4 separate regions of the Mus musculus genome follow, and all the other regions are linked to region 1. A link is a contact called in public HiChIP or PLAC-seq and promoter capture Hi-C data. All regions are on one chromosome and are shown on one strand. Each heading gives the region's core, a stretch centred on a gene start, on an enhancer-like site or on the middle of the called end of the contact. The rest is flanking DNA. Distances are from core to core; before and after follow the strand shown.

Region 1 (3,489 bases), core at 733-3,232:
TGCAGGCAAACCCCAAACAATGTTGCTTCCTTTCCAGTCCTAAGGTCAAGGTCACCCTCAGAGGCCTTCTCGGCCCCTGGGTTCAGCAGCCCCACTGTGTGCTGTCAGGTTCCCCCATCCATAGGCTCTCTAACAACAGGGGTAGAGGAGAGGGCCCATCTCACTCTGCACATTGCCTGTTTAGTGGTTAAAGGTATGGATGGTAGGCTGGAAGAATGGCTCAGAGCTCTTTTTTTTTTTTATACAGTGAACCCAGGTTTGGTTCCTAGAACCCACATGGCAGCTCGCAATTATCTCTAACTTCAGTTCCAGTGAATCTGATGCCCTCTTCTGGCCCCCCTAGGCACAGGGCATGCATACTGTAATACTGTAGACAGGCATGCACAGGCACACACACACACACACACACACACACACACACACACACACACACACACACAGAGGCAAACACTCATACACACCAAATAAAAATAAATATGTTTTTAAAATGAATGGCCAGGTATGGTAACATATACCTTTAATCCTAGCACAGGGGACACAGAGACACGCAAGATCAAGGCTAGCCTGGTTTATATAGTGTGTTCTTGGCTACATAGAGAAACACTGCCTCAGAATAAAAGAGAAGATGTATAGATAGATGGCTTAGGACCTGGCTAAGCCATGGGAATACAGGCAAAGTTACTCAAGTTCCCTGAGCCTCAACTTTCTCTTCTGTAAAATGGGAATGATAGTAATATCTCCTTTATAGTCATTTCCAGCGTGCTCAGGACATAGTCACCTACACTATTACTCTTATTCAGCATGGCACTTCCAGTGCCTCCCTGGGAACCTGGTCCAAGTTAGGATGCGAAGGATCTCTTAGATGATTGAACATGGATGTGGCCAGAGCAAGCTTGAGCCCCTGAAGGAGGGTCCTGGCTCTGACTCAGGAGTCTCAGCCGCTTCCTAGAGGAAGGGAACCTTCTGCCAATTCCAAGCCTGGTGGGATGGCAACAGCGCATGCCCACACCTGTCTCCTGCGTGAGAAAGCCTGCGGTTTGCCTGAGCAGCTGTCTATCACGGAGCGACCTACCTCTTACTGCAAGAGGCCAGATTCTTCTTGATCCCATTTTGAGGATGTTCCTGGGCACCTCACTGTGCCCTGCCCTCAGGCTGCTCACCAAGGAGGAGAGGCCAGCGGAAGGATACTTCCTTGTTGAAGGACACCCCACCAAGTGCTCTTGTAGGACCTACAATAGCAACCCTCCAAGGGAATGATGTTAATCCATTTTAAAGATGCAGGTAGACACTGCCCAGCTCCATTCAGTGGCCGAGGGGACAAGAAGAGGCCCCATCAGGCCAGGCTCTGAGTTCAAATCTTCACCTGGACACATCAAAGCTGGGTCACCTTAAGAAAGGCAATCCCTGCTCTGCGCTTCATTTTTCTCAATAGTAAAAAAGACAAAAGAGCTGGTGATGTAATTCAGTGATAGAATACTTGTCTAGTGTGCACAAAGCCTTGGGTTCTACTCCCAGTACCACAACATCAATTCTAAAAATAGACAATGATAATCGTAATAAAAGGGGGGGGGAAAGGCAGATAAACATCTACTTTGGATCACTGGTAAAGACCTTGGAGAGAAGCAAACTGTCAATCCACAGCCACCAGTGAGGTATGGTGCCCTCCTGACCATTATTAATCTTCCAGAGCCAGGCGTGATGGCAGGTAGCTGGCATTCGAGCACTCCGAGGTGAAGACAGATTGATCAGGGACTCAAAGTCCTTGGTTGCAAGGTGGGTTTGAAACCAACCGGGGCTACAGGAACATCCCCACCCCCCTCGTCTCAAAAAAAAAAAAAAAGGAAAAAGAAACGAAACGGTACCCCAGCGAAAGAGGTTGCAAGGGGTTAAGTGGAAACCCTGCCTCCTAGCCAGGAGCCAATCAGAGCTGGCGGGGGTGTGGCCAGGCTGCTGCTGCTGCGAAAGAGAGCTGGACCGACTTGATACCTTCTGGAGTGGGACCTGGAGCTGCCGGCTGGACCTGTGGGGCAGGAACAGGAATTTGGAGCGTAGGTCTTGCCCTCTGCCCTGTGACAGCTCCTAGCCGGAGGGTGCAGAGCAGCTGCCTGGGTTAGGGGCCATAGCCGAGGGGAAGAAGACCACACTCCGAACCTTCTCATTCCCCAGGCGGCGGGCATGGGATGCACTCCGGCTCCAACTTCAGCTGGCTCTGGTGGCCCACATGGACACAAGGTCTATTTATAGTTCTGCCACAGAAGGCCAGCCACCAAACACAGGGGTAGCCAGGGTTTTTTTCAAGAGCTTTTGGGGCAGAGGGAAGAGTGGGAGAGGACAGTCCTGCCTCCTTCTACATCATCCTTGGCCACCCCCTCCCGATACCCACTCCCCATGAACCCAGACAGTTCTCCATAGATAGCCTGCCCTTGGGTCAAGGGTAAGATCAGGGGTGCAGTCCTGAGCGCAAATGGACACGATCTTGTGGTCTGGACAAGGGTTGCATCAGCCCGAGCAGTGGCCCAGGGCAGAGGTCCCGATGAGAGGGCAAAGGGTGGCAAGGTTGTGTGAAGGTAGAGAAAGCAGTCGGAGAGTGGGAATGCAAATTTAGAAAGCCAGAGCCTCCTTGGACTTCCCACGAGGGGTCAATCCCACAGGTGGCCAATGGTTAGTCGAACTTAGCTAGGGGACCTGCCTTCAATGGTGAGAGCGCTGGACCAGAAGGCTGATTTCCAGCTCCCTCCTGCCTGGGGTCGCCTCCTCCACTTGCTACAGAAATTCCTCACTTCCTTCTAGTCCTAGCTGTTGGTGGCCACATGCTGTGGAGAAGAAAGTCCTTCTGGCTGGCGTTGTCAGCCTTCTGGCTCCTCCTCGTCCTCCTAGGAGTCTTCCCCCTTCGCCTGGCAGTGTTGCCCGGTCCTCTTCCAGGGCGCTCCCAAGGCTGGCCCCGCTGGCTGGATGCTGCCTTCTTACAGAGTTTCTCCCAGTCTGAGACGAACCCAGAAGATGTCGCACAGCTCCCTCGGGTCTCTCGGGGAAGCAGCTGCACCTGGGGAGCCTGCTTTGACACCTCCAAGTGTAGGGGAAAGGTCCTCAAGATCTTTGTGCACTCCCCGGCTGGTCCGACCTCTGAGGCTCAGCGCAGGATCCTGGATTCCTTGGAAGGCTCCCGCTACTCTGCACTCAGCCCAGCAGACGCTTGCCTTCTCCTTTTTCTCCCCAGCCAGGATCGTAGAGGAGCCTGCGGGCCCCTGCCTCCGAACTGGAACGGAGGCCGGAACCATCTGGTGTTGAGTCTCTACCCAGCCCCTTGCACCAGGCTGGGACAGGCGATGGTAGCTGAGGCCAGCCCCTCCTCGGACATCTTCCGACCGGGCTTCGATTTAGCGCTCCCGTATCTCCCCGAAGCTCACCCATTGCGAGGTGGGGCTCCCGGCAAGCTGCAGCAGCACAGTCCCCAACCTGGGGCCACCTTACTGGCGGTAGCAGAGGAGA
Region 2 (3,489 bases), core at 718-3,217, 480 kb after region 1:
TCTGCATGTATGTATGCATGTGTCTGTGTGTATGTGAGTGTATGCATGTGTGCACATGTCTGTGTGCATGTGTCTGCATGTATGTATGCATGTGTCTGTGTGTATGTGAGTGTATGCATGTGTGCACATGTCTGTGTGCATGTGTCTGCATGTATGTATGCATGTGTCTGTGCATGTGAGTGTATGCATGTGTGCACATGTCTGTGTGCATGTGTCTGCATGTATGTATGCATGTGTCTGTGGTACCTGTGCATGAGGATGTCTGAACATGTGCATGTGAGTGACCATGTATGTCTAGGCTACAGGTTTATCTTTTTATTGTGTGAGTCTCTCTTTGAACCTGGAACTCACCTATTTGGCTTGCCTGGCTGACCAATGAGATCCTGTGTCAGTAGCCTCCGCAGTGAGATTATAAATGCTTACTGGGAAAACAGCATCTGTTTTTATTTCTTTTTTGATTTAATTTAATTTTTGATTTTTAGACAACATCTCTATTATGCAGTCCACACTGGCCTCAAAGTCACAATCCTCTGGCCTGAATCTCCTGGATTAAATTTATTTCTATTTATTCATTTATTTATTTACTTAGTTGGGTTTTTGGGGTTTGGGGGGTTTGTTTGTTTTGTTTTGATACAGGTTCTTACTGTGTAGCCCTGGCTGGCCTAGAATTGGCTAAGTAGCCCAAGCTAGCCCTGAACAGAGATCCTCCTGCCTCTGCCTCCCTACTGCTAGGATTAGAGGCGTGAGTGACTTCTCTCCACTTAAAAATGTACTGCATTAAAATGTCTTTATCGGGGAAGGTTGTCCCTGTGCACATTTGTGGAGGTCAAAGGACTGCTTATGAGTTGGTTCTCTTCCACCACATGGGGCCTGGGGATCAGACTCAGGGAAGGCAAGCTCTTTTACCCATTGAGTCCATCCACGGACCCACCCCACACTCTTTTAAACACCAGTGTGCTCCTGACCTGCTGTGTGACTTCGGATAAATAGCTTAGGGTGTCTACTAGGATGGGGTGGAGTCTCAAAAAAAAAATCACAAGCTGCCTGAAGGTGGAGGTCGGAGATACTCAACACGACCTGGCCGGCAAAGCCTGGGTTCCATGGCCATAACCAAGCAAGGAAACGTAACAAAAAATAAATTCCCTATCAATGACGCCTGTCTTCGCTGGAGGCTTTTAATAAACGAGCCAGCTTGTCTTTCACCTGAGAGTAAGTCTCACGACACCTGGGGCCTAAAATCTCCTTAAGAGCAGGCCAAATCTTACTGGAGAGAATCCTGATCCCACCAGAACTGGATTTTGCCTTCTTTCCAGGGACTCCTGCTCAAGTCAGACCACAATCTGGTCTGCCACGGAAGAGGCGCGGACCTGGCCTGAAACCAGCGCCCTCAAGTGATAGGGCACAACAGACTAGGAAGGAGAAAAAAAAATGCGTATTAGGAAATCACCCTGGGGGCGCTGTGGGTCCTGGCGCTGGCTGGCTTGGGACCCGGGGATCACATGGAGACCCCAAAGTGTGGGCTCCCGTGATGTGCACAAGCTTTCGGAAGGGGGCGATCCTAAGGGCTTGGAGAGCTGAGAGCCAGAGGGCACAAGGCCCAGGCTCCTTCCACGCCTCAGTCGGGATCAGGCCCAGGACGTCCCATGTAAATGTGGGGTGGCAGCCCCTCCCCCTGGAGGGAGAAGGCACATCTGGGTTAACATCCCAAAGGCTGCTAGGACAGGACAACGGAGGCCCCAGCGAGGTCTGCAAAGCGGCACAAAGCCCGGGAAAACGGAACCCGCGGAGCCTCCGGTGGGCAGGGCCGACAGTGGGCTGGGGTCTCTCGTGAAGGCAAGGCTGACTCCCGGCGCGTTGGGGGCGGGGGTCCGCGCCGGGAATGCCGCGCCGTGGGGGGACTGGGCGGGGCTACTCAGGCCCCGCCCCCGCGCAGGTAGCCAATGGGCGCGGCGGCGCCGGGTGACGGAGCGAGCCGAAGTGCGAGTGCCGCGGCGGCGGCGGACGGCCCATCCAGAGCGCGAGGGGCTCAGGGGCGTGCGGGGGTCTCGGTGTAGCAGCAGGGACCCCGTGGCCCAGAGGCAGCGCTGCCCGGGGCCGCCGGGAGGAGCGCGGGCGGTCCGGCAGCGGCGCGATGCCGCTCGCCCAGCTCAAGGAGCCCTGGCCGCTCATGGAGCTGGTGCCGCTGGACCCGGAGGTGAGTGAGAGGGGCGGGGGTTGGGGGGACAGGCGGCGGCGGCCGGCCAGCCCGGATCCGCACCGGGGCGGGGCGGGGGCGGCCCGCGGCGTCTCTGCAGCCCCGCGGGGACGTGAGTGCCCTCCGGTCTCTAGCTCACTGTCCGGCTCCACCCCCTTGTGCTCCGGGTGTGCGTGTGTAGGGGATGGTTCTGCTGGGCTCTCAGTACCTCCCTGCAGTAGCCAGGAGAGGAATCTCCACGGTGTGTTGAGATCTGACACCTAGGACCCATCCCGCTTATCATCTTTTAGTAGCTGTGGGAGTTGCCCCAATCAGTGCAGAAGGGAGAAAGGCTTGGGTCAGATGTCTAGGCTTCTACTAGAGACAAGGATCATGGGAATCCGGTTTCTCACCTTAACCTCTCCCCAAGACCTCTCTTCGTTCCTCCACTTCTGACCTTAGGAAGGTAGCCCTGCTGAATCCCAGGCAGTTATGGAACGTGGGACGATACCACCTCTGGAGTTGGAGCCTGCTTTCCTTTGCCCTAAAGCTAATGACACCGGGTCTTCCTACTTCAGATTATGCTGAAGAGTGGGGAAAGTCCTTAGATCTTGTGAAGACTGTCTCTGTAGAAGAGACTCTGCCTCCGTCTTCCTCTCTCCCTCCTTCCTTTCCTGTAGAAAAAGGCTGAGCCCTTGGGCAGTATGGCTTCTGCCACCTAGCCTTTCCCAGAAGCAACTCCTGTCTTTTTTGAGGGCTTTGTGGTCCAACCCTGAGCATGCAGGAGGCCACTTCTGTGCTGTCCTGTCACCCTGGGATCAAGGTCAAGTTTTGAACCAGCAACTTTAAAACTTTCCCTGCTCTCCTGCTGCGAAGGAGGCAGGTGAAACTCTGCCTTCCTTCACTGGAGCTGTTTTGGGGTACAGGAGGCTGGGGTACAGGAGACCTCACTTGATCCCAGAACCTAGATGCTTTTTCTCCTGGCTTGAACCCCTTTACCTATGCTTGGTACCTCAGGTCAGTCACTGTGAGCCCTGTCTCTCAGGACCACGGGCAGAGAGAGGATCCACAGTGAGATCCCCAAGTCTCCAGGCACTCAGGGCATGCTGCCCCTTTAAAGGGATGGGCTACACTGGCTATTGGAGGGTGGGCGCGGCTGGATTAGGTAACCAACCTGAAGGCGCAATTTGGAGTAAATTGTTCTGGGATCCTTGCCACGGGGGTTTTACAGGCCCTACACAGGCGCTCAGAGGCTGTCTGGCTGACTCACCCTCCTAGGTGAGGAGCACTGCTCTCTGCAGCCCCTGGTGCTCCCC
Region 3 (3,489 bases), core at 511-3,010, 330 kb before region 1:
ACACACACACACTCACTCACACACTCCGTCTCTGTCTCCGTGCCCCCCAACCCCCTCAGTGCAGACAAGCTGACATTAAAGGCTAGGTCCCTACCTCCTTCCCCAAGTATATGCCAGGACTCTCCTGTAGGATCCACTGAGAAGCTTGGACAAGGGAGACGTGCAGGAGACCAGGCTAGGCCTCTGGGCTACTGCATTAAGGAGCACACACATGCTTATCTCATGCACGAGCTAACTCCAGGGAACTGACTCCTGCCAGCCAAACTCATAAGAGACTGAAACATTTGAAGTAGAAATTTACATATAAGCTAGGTGTATTGGGAGAAATTATTCATCTCCGGTGACCAAAATATTTGCACCTGTTAGCGACAGTAGTCTTTTATCTTTTATTTTCAGCAGAGAGAAATTTATATGCCAGGGGTATTTAAATGTCAGGAGTGGGCGTGCTGGCAATGGTTTGGCCAGGGTTAGAAGCAAGCCTCAGTAGCCCATTTGCAGAAAGCCTCAGGGAAGAAGAAAGATTTATGAGGTGAGAGCCTGCCTGGGCTGCCTCCTCTCCGGGAAAGGCGTCCCTGCAGTATTTTCTGTCTTTCAAATTGCAGCTGAAAGCAGATATTTTCCCCCTTGCCTATTATACCTCTTAATTTGTCTCTCCCTATGCTGTTGTCTCTATAAAGAGTTTTGCATGAGAGACCCACACAGCAGTGTTATTTTGGCCCCCGGTGTGAGGTTTAACAGCAAGGGAAGGACTAAAGTCCACGGATGCATGTGTCTTGGGGCAGGGGCACACGGTGTCTGATAACACATGCCGGTGTATGTGTGGGCTTGTGGAGGTGGCTTGGGTATGCCTGTGCACGTCAATGTTTTGCTTATATAGACCTGTCTAGATACACTTTGGCATAATTGCTAGGGTGTCCGTGCTGAAATTAAGTGTATATTTGCATGTAAGCACACACCCACAAGGTAGCCTCTGTATGCATAAAAATGCAAATGTTCACATACATGCATATCCTATGTATGACCCGTGCATATGTCCAGGTCCCCGCCTCTCTCTCTGTCTGTCCCTCTCTCTTCTTGCTTCTCATGTTAGCATCCCTCGCCAACCCCACCCAAGGGCCTTGGCCACATTTTTGGTGGCGGTTTGCGAGGAACCCTGGAAATACTGATTCAGCCAGACATAACCACAGCCACAGCTCTCGGGTTTGGTCCAGCCATCCCCATCCCCCCCAGAGCGAAGCAGCTGTACTACCGCGGCTGGTCTGAGCTCTGGGCATCCCTGGCTACCAGCAACCTGGCAATCCCCGGCTGGTGCTGAGAAGTGACAGGGTCGCCCAACGATGGGCAGCGCCTTACAGAACAACCTGGTCTCCTGGCCCTTCCGGGGGGAGACCGAAACACAGAGCGGCGCTAGGCGGAGGTGGGCGGTGGAGGGGGCGTCTCGGTCTTTCGGAGTCCAGCGAACGCTGGGCAGAAACCAATGGGTGATTGTGGCCCATCGGGGATCCCTCGGAAGCAGCCAATGACCTCTCTCCGCTCTGCACCCCGCCCTCTCCACAGCGCGCAGCTGGACCATTGGAGCTAGCAGGATGGGGGAGCGCAGCGCCAGCATTTGGAGCGGGGGGCGTGGCCCAGACTGTGACCCGCCCATCTTTCCCGGCTAGGTTCCCCATTGGCCGAACTGCGGTGCCGCGGCGGGCGGAGAGGAGGGGCGCGAGGCGCGCTGTAGGCGTGGCCTGAGGGCGTGGCTGGCGGGGGGCGGGGCAGCGGCGCTGTCGCAGTGAGAGCCGGAGCAGCGGCGGCCCGTCTGGAGCTGCGGCGGGTGAGCCTGCGCGGCTAGCGGAGCCGCGGGGCCGGGAACAGGTGATCGCAGCAGGAGACCCGCGCCCTCCCGAGTTGCGGCGCCGGAGCCAAGGCTTCCTGGCTCAGCGGCAGGCCCAGGGCTGACAGAGGCCAGCTGCAGGCTTCGCACGCGCTTCCCGGGTATCCCTCTCCCCGCGCGAGCATCTGAAGCCCCTGGGTCCCGCGCAGCCTCGGGAGCGGCAACCGCGCGCGGCGGAGCAAAGTTGTGGACGTGTCCCGACCGCCGGGCCCTGCGCCGTCACCACCGGCTGGGCTCGCGCTCTAGGAGCTGCGCTCGCCCTGCAAGCCCCGGGGGTTCCCTTTGCAAACTGCTCCAGAGGCTGAAACTTCGGGTGCCGGCGGGTCGGGGCCTGCGTCCTGCGCACCCTCCGCGAGGGCGTCGCGGACGGCATGTGACCACTCCGGCGCGGGAAGGCGCGGGAGGGCGCGGGCTCCGTGGATCAGGCGGAGGGCAGGCTGCGGCGCACGGCGGGCCCGGGCTCCAGCCGAGCAGCCCCCCTCGCCCGGGCCCCGCCGAGGCCGCCGCGCCCCCGCCCCCGCGCGGGAGGACTCGCTCCAAACTCCCTGAACTTCGGGCGGGTCCCGAAGCGGCGGCCTCGAGGTGCGCAGCCTTGCTCGGGGACCCCAGCCACTTCACTCTTGCTCCCCACCCTTGAGGACTCTGAGGACTCCCGGGGCCCCGGGCGGAGCTGACAGCCCCCTCCTGCTGGCCGCGCCGCGATGCTGGTGAGGAAAGTGCCGGGTTTCGTCCCGGCCTCGCCGTGGGGGCTGCGGCTGCCGCAGAAGTTCCTTTTCCTGCTCTTCCTCTCGGGCCTCGTCACCCTGTGCTTTGGCGCCCTGTTCCTTCTGCCCCATTCCTCTCGCCTCAAGCGCCTCTTCTCGGCCTCGCGGACCCAACAGCCCGGCCTGGAGGTGATGGCCGAAATCGCCGGTCACCACTCGGTGTCAGAGCAGGAGCCGCCTCCCAACCCTGCCCCTGCGGCTCCGGCCCCGGGTGAGGACGATCCCAGCCGCCTGGTCGGTGTTCTCCGTAGGAAAGGGTGGCTGCGGCGAACCCGCCCCACCGGGCCCCGGGAGGAAGGCAACAGGGTTGCAGCCCTCAGGCCGCAGGAAGAGAGCGTCCGGTTCACTTTCGACTACAATGGTTTCCGCAGCCGCCTTCGACACCCGGTCTTGGGGACAAGGACTGATGAGAGTAAGGAGTCCCAGAGTCTGGTGCGAGCTCAGCGAGAGAAAATCAAAGAGGTAAGCACCCCCCCCCCCAACACACACCTCCCGCCAAGACTTCTAGCTGCAAGCGATTCCCCACCTTCTTGGCCTCTCCTGGCTCCTGGTCTGCCCAAGACCCTTCAGGCAGGCCGCAGCACCGCCCCTCAATCCGAAGTTACTCTCTTTGCTTGGTGCCTACTTTAGGATAACTAGGTTAGTTCATGGCTCCTACCAACCTCCAGGTGGATTCCCCCCCCCCCCACCACCCCCGTCCCCTTTAAGTTCCTAGCCCTGGTGGGCTCCAGGCTTTCCCTGATGGGTTGCTAGTAGGAGTGGATTTTAGGTCCTTAGTTTTCGTTTGTACAGGAGGGAGCCACTAGAAACCCTCTCCCTCCCTGTGTGCCTTTTAAGTCTTGACTT
Region 4 (3,489 bases), core at 552-3,051, 290 kb after region 1:
ACCAGGCACACAACGGTCTCTGTTGCTAGTTCAGATCTCCACAGTGAGGCCCTGTCTCACAAACACTTTGTATTTAAATAGTATTATTGGGCATAGTAACACACCCAAGGAGACGAAGGTAGGTGGATCTCCACGGGATCAAAGCCAGCCTGGTCTACATGGTGAGATGCTATCTCAAAAAATTTTGCTTTCCTGGTACAGGCTCAGCAGTTCAAAGTGCATACTGCCCTTACCGAGGGCCCATGTTCAGTTCCCAGGACCCGTCTCAGGCAGCTTACAACCAACCACCTGTAAACCCTATTCCAGGAGATCTGATGTCCTTATATCTCCACAGATACCCATGGACACATATGCATATAAATAAATGTTTTAATTAAAGAAGAAGGAATAAATTTGGTAATTACCCTCTGGTAAAAGGAAAGGCAAGACTCATGGGTCTCACACCTATGCAATAGCAAGTTTATGTCATCATTACACAGACTTGCCAACAAAAATCAGACAACTTATCCCTCAATTTAGCTGCCAGTTGTGGAAAAAGAGAGAGATAGAGAGAGAAAGAGAGAGAGAGAAGATGGGAAGCATATGAGTAAGATGGTTACGTTCCTTCAAACAAACATATAGTAGCAAACAAGGAGGGGAGGAAGATTCGTGGACAGAACGGGGTCAAGTCAAGCAAGGCCATTTGTGACCTTCACTGGGTCCCGAGAGCAGCAGCTAATCCGCTGGACATGGACAGGGTCTATGTATGTAACTATGCCACTGACCTGTGCCTATGTGGGTGTGGAGAGCCTTTCTATGGCTCCCCCTCCCCCCCTCCAAACATCCCCAAAGCTTTCCTGTAACACAGGCACCTGCTCTAAAAGTTCGAAACAGGGTTTCTTTCTGTGTGGCCCTGGCTGTCTGGGAACTCATTTTGTAGACTAGGCTAGCCTTAGACTCACAGAGAACCACCTGCCACTGCCTCCCGAGTGCTGGGATTAAATGTGTGCCACCACTGCCTGGCTACTCTTTAGATTTAAACAAAACAACTTATTTTATTTGTATGAGTGTCTAGCCTGTATGGACGTATGGCCAATGCAGTGGTAAGAAGGTAAACTGCTCCTGTAGACTTCTAGGGAGTAGCTAGACTTCTAGGGAGTAGCTAGACTTCTAGGGAGTAGCTGGAACTAGAATTAGGATGGCTGTGAGCTGCCTGACCTGACTCCTTTCTCCCCTTGCCTCTCCCAGCACTCTGGGCTCTACCCAATCCACCTGCTCACCTGCCACCGTGGACCCGGCATGACTGGGGATGGAAGGAAGCAGGCAGAGAGGCTTGGTCATCCTCAAAGGAAATGTGGTCGCCCAGAAAGTTGGGGCCTGAGAAAAGCTGAATCTGGAAGACAGAGAGGTGACGAGGTTAGAGTGAAAAAAGAGGCGAGGGGCAAGGGTAAAGGCCAAGGGAAGTTTTGACACGAAGGCTGTGAAGAGCCTACCAGATCTCCGTGCAGCCGCCTCCTTACCTTCGTGACAAAGTGAAGATCGCTCTCCCCCACCTGAAGGAAGAGATCAGCGCTGTGACTGAAGGAGGAGGCCAGCCTCTACCCGCAGCCACTGAGATTCAAAACCATTGTGGCTATCCCTCAGTCCAGCATCGACAGGCTCCGCCCCTATTGAGACCCCGCCCCTAAGATGTTACTGCTCATAGCCCCGCCCCCTTACGGGGCACTGAGCCCCAGTTCCCGCCCTCAATATCCTGCCCACCCTCCTGCCTCCGTCCCTCCTGGCCAAGACCTTCCTCTTCCTGCCTTAACTAAGCAGCCAGGGCGAGCCACCTGGCCCCGCCCAACGGCCCGCCCCCGGTCACGCCCATCGCTCAGATACACACCTGCACAACTGGCTGAAGGGAGCCAAGGGCGCAATTGCCGGAGCCCCAGTCGTCGCAGTTACGGTACACGCCCTTCTCCAGGATGAACTGTTCGCCGGAGAAGCCAACCCGCTCATAGGCCACCCACCTGCGGGGAGGGCGTGGGATGGGTCGGCGAGGGCGGGGTCCGCAATGCTCCTGGGCCCGCCCTGCGCCTGGGGCGGGGATTACTCACACGCCGCTGAGCACGTGGATGGCTTGCGTGCTGGGTCCGTGCTGGGCTAGCTCCACATCCGGCAGTGCAGAACTCACCTCCACTCTGTGTCCCTGGAAGTCCATGTCCTCAAACAGCACCACGGCCGGGTCTCCAAAGTCCTGGGGCCCCCCGAGACAGTCAGGTTTCTCCCAGACAACGATGCAAACCCGTAGGAGTGCCCAGATCTCAGGGAAACCACCCACCCCGGGATTAGGTGTGAGGCATATGCTGGGGAAAAGCCACAGGAGGGAGGCTAGCTCTTGGGGGGCATTCTGCCGGGGAGAACAGACTGAGGGGTGCAAATTCTTCTCTCAAATTGTGCTGTGGACGTTGGGGTGTGGCCAAGCAGCCCAATTGCCTCTGCTCACCGTCCGGATGACCCGCAGGGAGGTCAGCAGCTCATCGTAGCCTCCCCAGTTTGACCAGTCAGCATATTCGCCCTCTTCTAGTAGGTACTGGTGACCCCGGAAGCCCTCCTTCTCATAGCCTACCCAGCTAGGGGAAGGGGAAAGATAGGCCAAGACACCGGTGAATCTACCAGACAGCCCCAGTCACTCTCCACCCACCAAGGGTAAAAACATGCAGGGACAGGGCAGATAGAAGAAATCTCTTCAATCCTCACCAGCCCCCAAGGATTCGCAGGGACCCCACGGAGGTCAGCTGGGGACTCTGGCTGTCCTCAGGCTGCTGAAGGTTGTAGATGTCTCTGCTTACTTCCCAGCTCTGCCCCTGAAAACCTGGTGCCTCATACACCACAGCCTGGATGAAAGGGGAGCCCCGGTGATAAAAGGTGAATCTGGCTTTCTAGGAATGGCTGTACACAACACCAACCTGGAGCCCCCATCCTCCCTGTGAGCATTGCTGCCTGTGTGCTCCGACCTCTAGCCAGATTCACACACCAAAGCCATAAACTGATGAGCCCACCTAGACTCCTGTGCCCTCAGCCCCTCAAGGCCCGGATCTCCTGTCCTGGTCACAGTGACAACCACTCAGACACACCAAATACCCTTAGATCTGGTCTGTCCCCCTTACCTTGGGTTCCCCTGGCTTCTCCACGCTTGGGCAGCCCTGCAAAAGAGACATGGCTGAAAGGCTAGTCCAGAGGTGGCTAAAGACAAATTAAGACCTGGGAAATCTAGATTTTCCTTGATCCTAAGACTCCTAAGAATTGCAGCCCCATATTTCCCCTTTTCTCTCCCATTGACCCTGTGCCACACCTCAGGTTAGTCCCCTCTCTCCTCCAGTCCAGTTTCCAGTAGGAGCTCTGGGCCAGTGAGGCACCAAGGAACTGATCTATGGTATTCCCCCATCTCTGCCCTCAGGTGCAGGGCCACCCAACATGGGACTAGGGACAGAGGGGCCTGTGGGTGTCCCATGCTCCTTACCAATC

The links. Promoter capture Hi-C pulls out the DNA fragments that hold promoters and counts their contacts. HiChIP or PLAC-seq counts read pairs in DNA pulled down with a chosen protein or histone mark.
Region 2: a promoter capture Hi-C map of pre-B cells shows a contact between it and region 1, with 2.5 times the contacts expected there. The contact joins the promoter of Rps6ka1 here to the promoter of Extl1 in region 1. A contact is called at or near these places in 1 of 39 promoter capture datasets (pre-B cells) and 2 of 115 datasets of contacts at active chromatin or transcription factors (embryonic stem cells and large pre-B cells).
Region 3: a promoter capture Hi-C map of liver shows a contact between it and region 1, with 7 times the contacts expected there. The contact joins the promoter of Man1c1 here to the promoter of Extl1 in region 1. A contact is called at or near these places in 3 of 39 promoter capture datasets (liver and stem cell-derived epiblast-like cells) and 2 of 484 Hi-C or Micro-C datasets (both in embryonic stem cells).
Region 4: an H3K4me3 HiChIP or PLAC-seq map of embryonic stem cells shows a contact between it and region 1, with 2.5 times the contacts expected there. The contact joins the enhancer-like site here to the promoter of Extl1 in region 1. A contact is called at or near these places in 4 of 115 datasets of contacts at active chromatin or transcription factors (bone marrow-derived dendritic cells, bone marrow-derived macrophages, embryonic stem cells and 1 more).

What each region holds. Positions count from the first base shown.
Region 1 is chr4:134,371,040-134,374,528 of GRCm38.p6, reverse strand. It overlaps Extl1 (exostosin-like glycosyltransferase 1), which reads left to right and starts at 1,982. Exons shown (of 11, transcript NM_019578.2): 1 at 1,982-3,489. The coding sequence starts at 2,811.
Region 2 is chr4:133,886,275-133,889,763 of GRCm38.p6, reverse strand. Rps6ka1 (ribosomal protein S6 kinase polypeptide 1) reads left to right here and starts at 1,967. Exons shown (of 22, transcript NM_009097.5): 1 at 1,967-2,194. The coding sequence starts at 2,132.
Region 3 is chr4:134,702,561-134,706,049 of GRCm38.p6, reverse strand. It overlaps Man1c1 (mannosidase, alpha, class 1C, member 1), which reads left to right and starts at 1,760. Exons shown (of 12, transcript NM_207237.3): 1 at 1,760-3,105. The coding sequence starts at 2,581.
Region 4 is chr4:134,080,458-134,083,946 of GRCm38.p6, reverse strand. Crybg2 (crystallin beta-gamma domain containing 2) reads right to left here. Exons shown (of 20, transcript NM_001162970.1): 7 at 3,485-3,489; 8 at 3,132-3,167; 9 at 2,722-2,858; 10 at 2,468-2,594; 11 at 2,079-2,218; 12 at 1,865-1,991; 13 at 1,500-1,532; 14 at 1,260-1,372. Among named protein-coding and RNA genes, the nearest start is that of Cd52, 13 kb to the left of the region's middle. Within about 2 kb of position 1,801, at least 220 of the 459 cell types and tissues checked have an H3K27ac peak or open chromatin away from gene starts, as enhancers often do. A contact at or near this core is called in bone marrow-derived macrophages, embryonic stem cells and memory CD8 T cells, where this site is marked.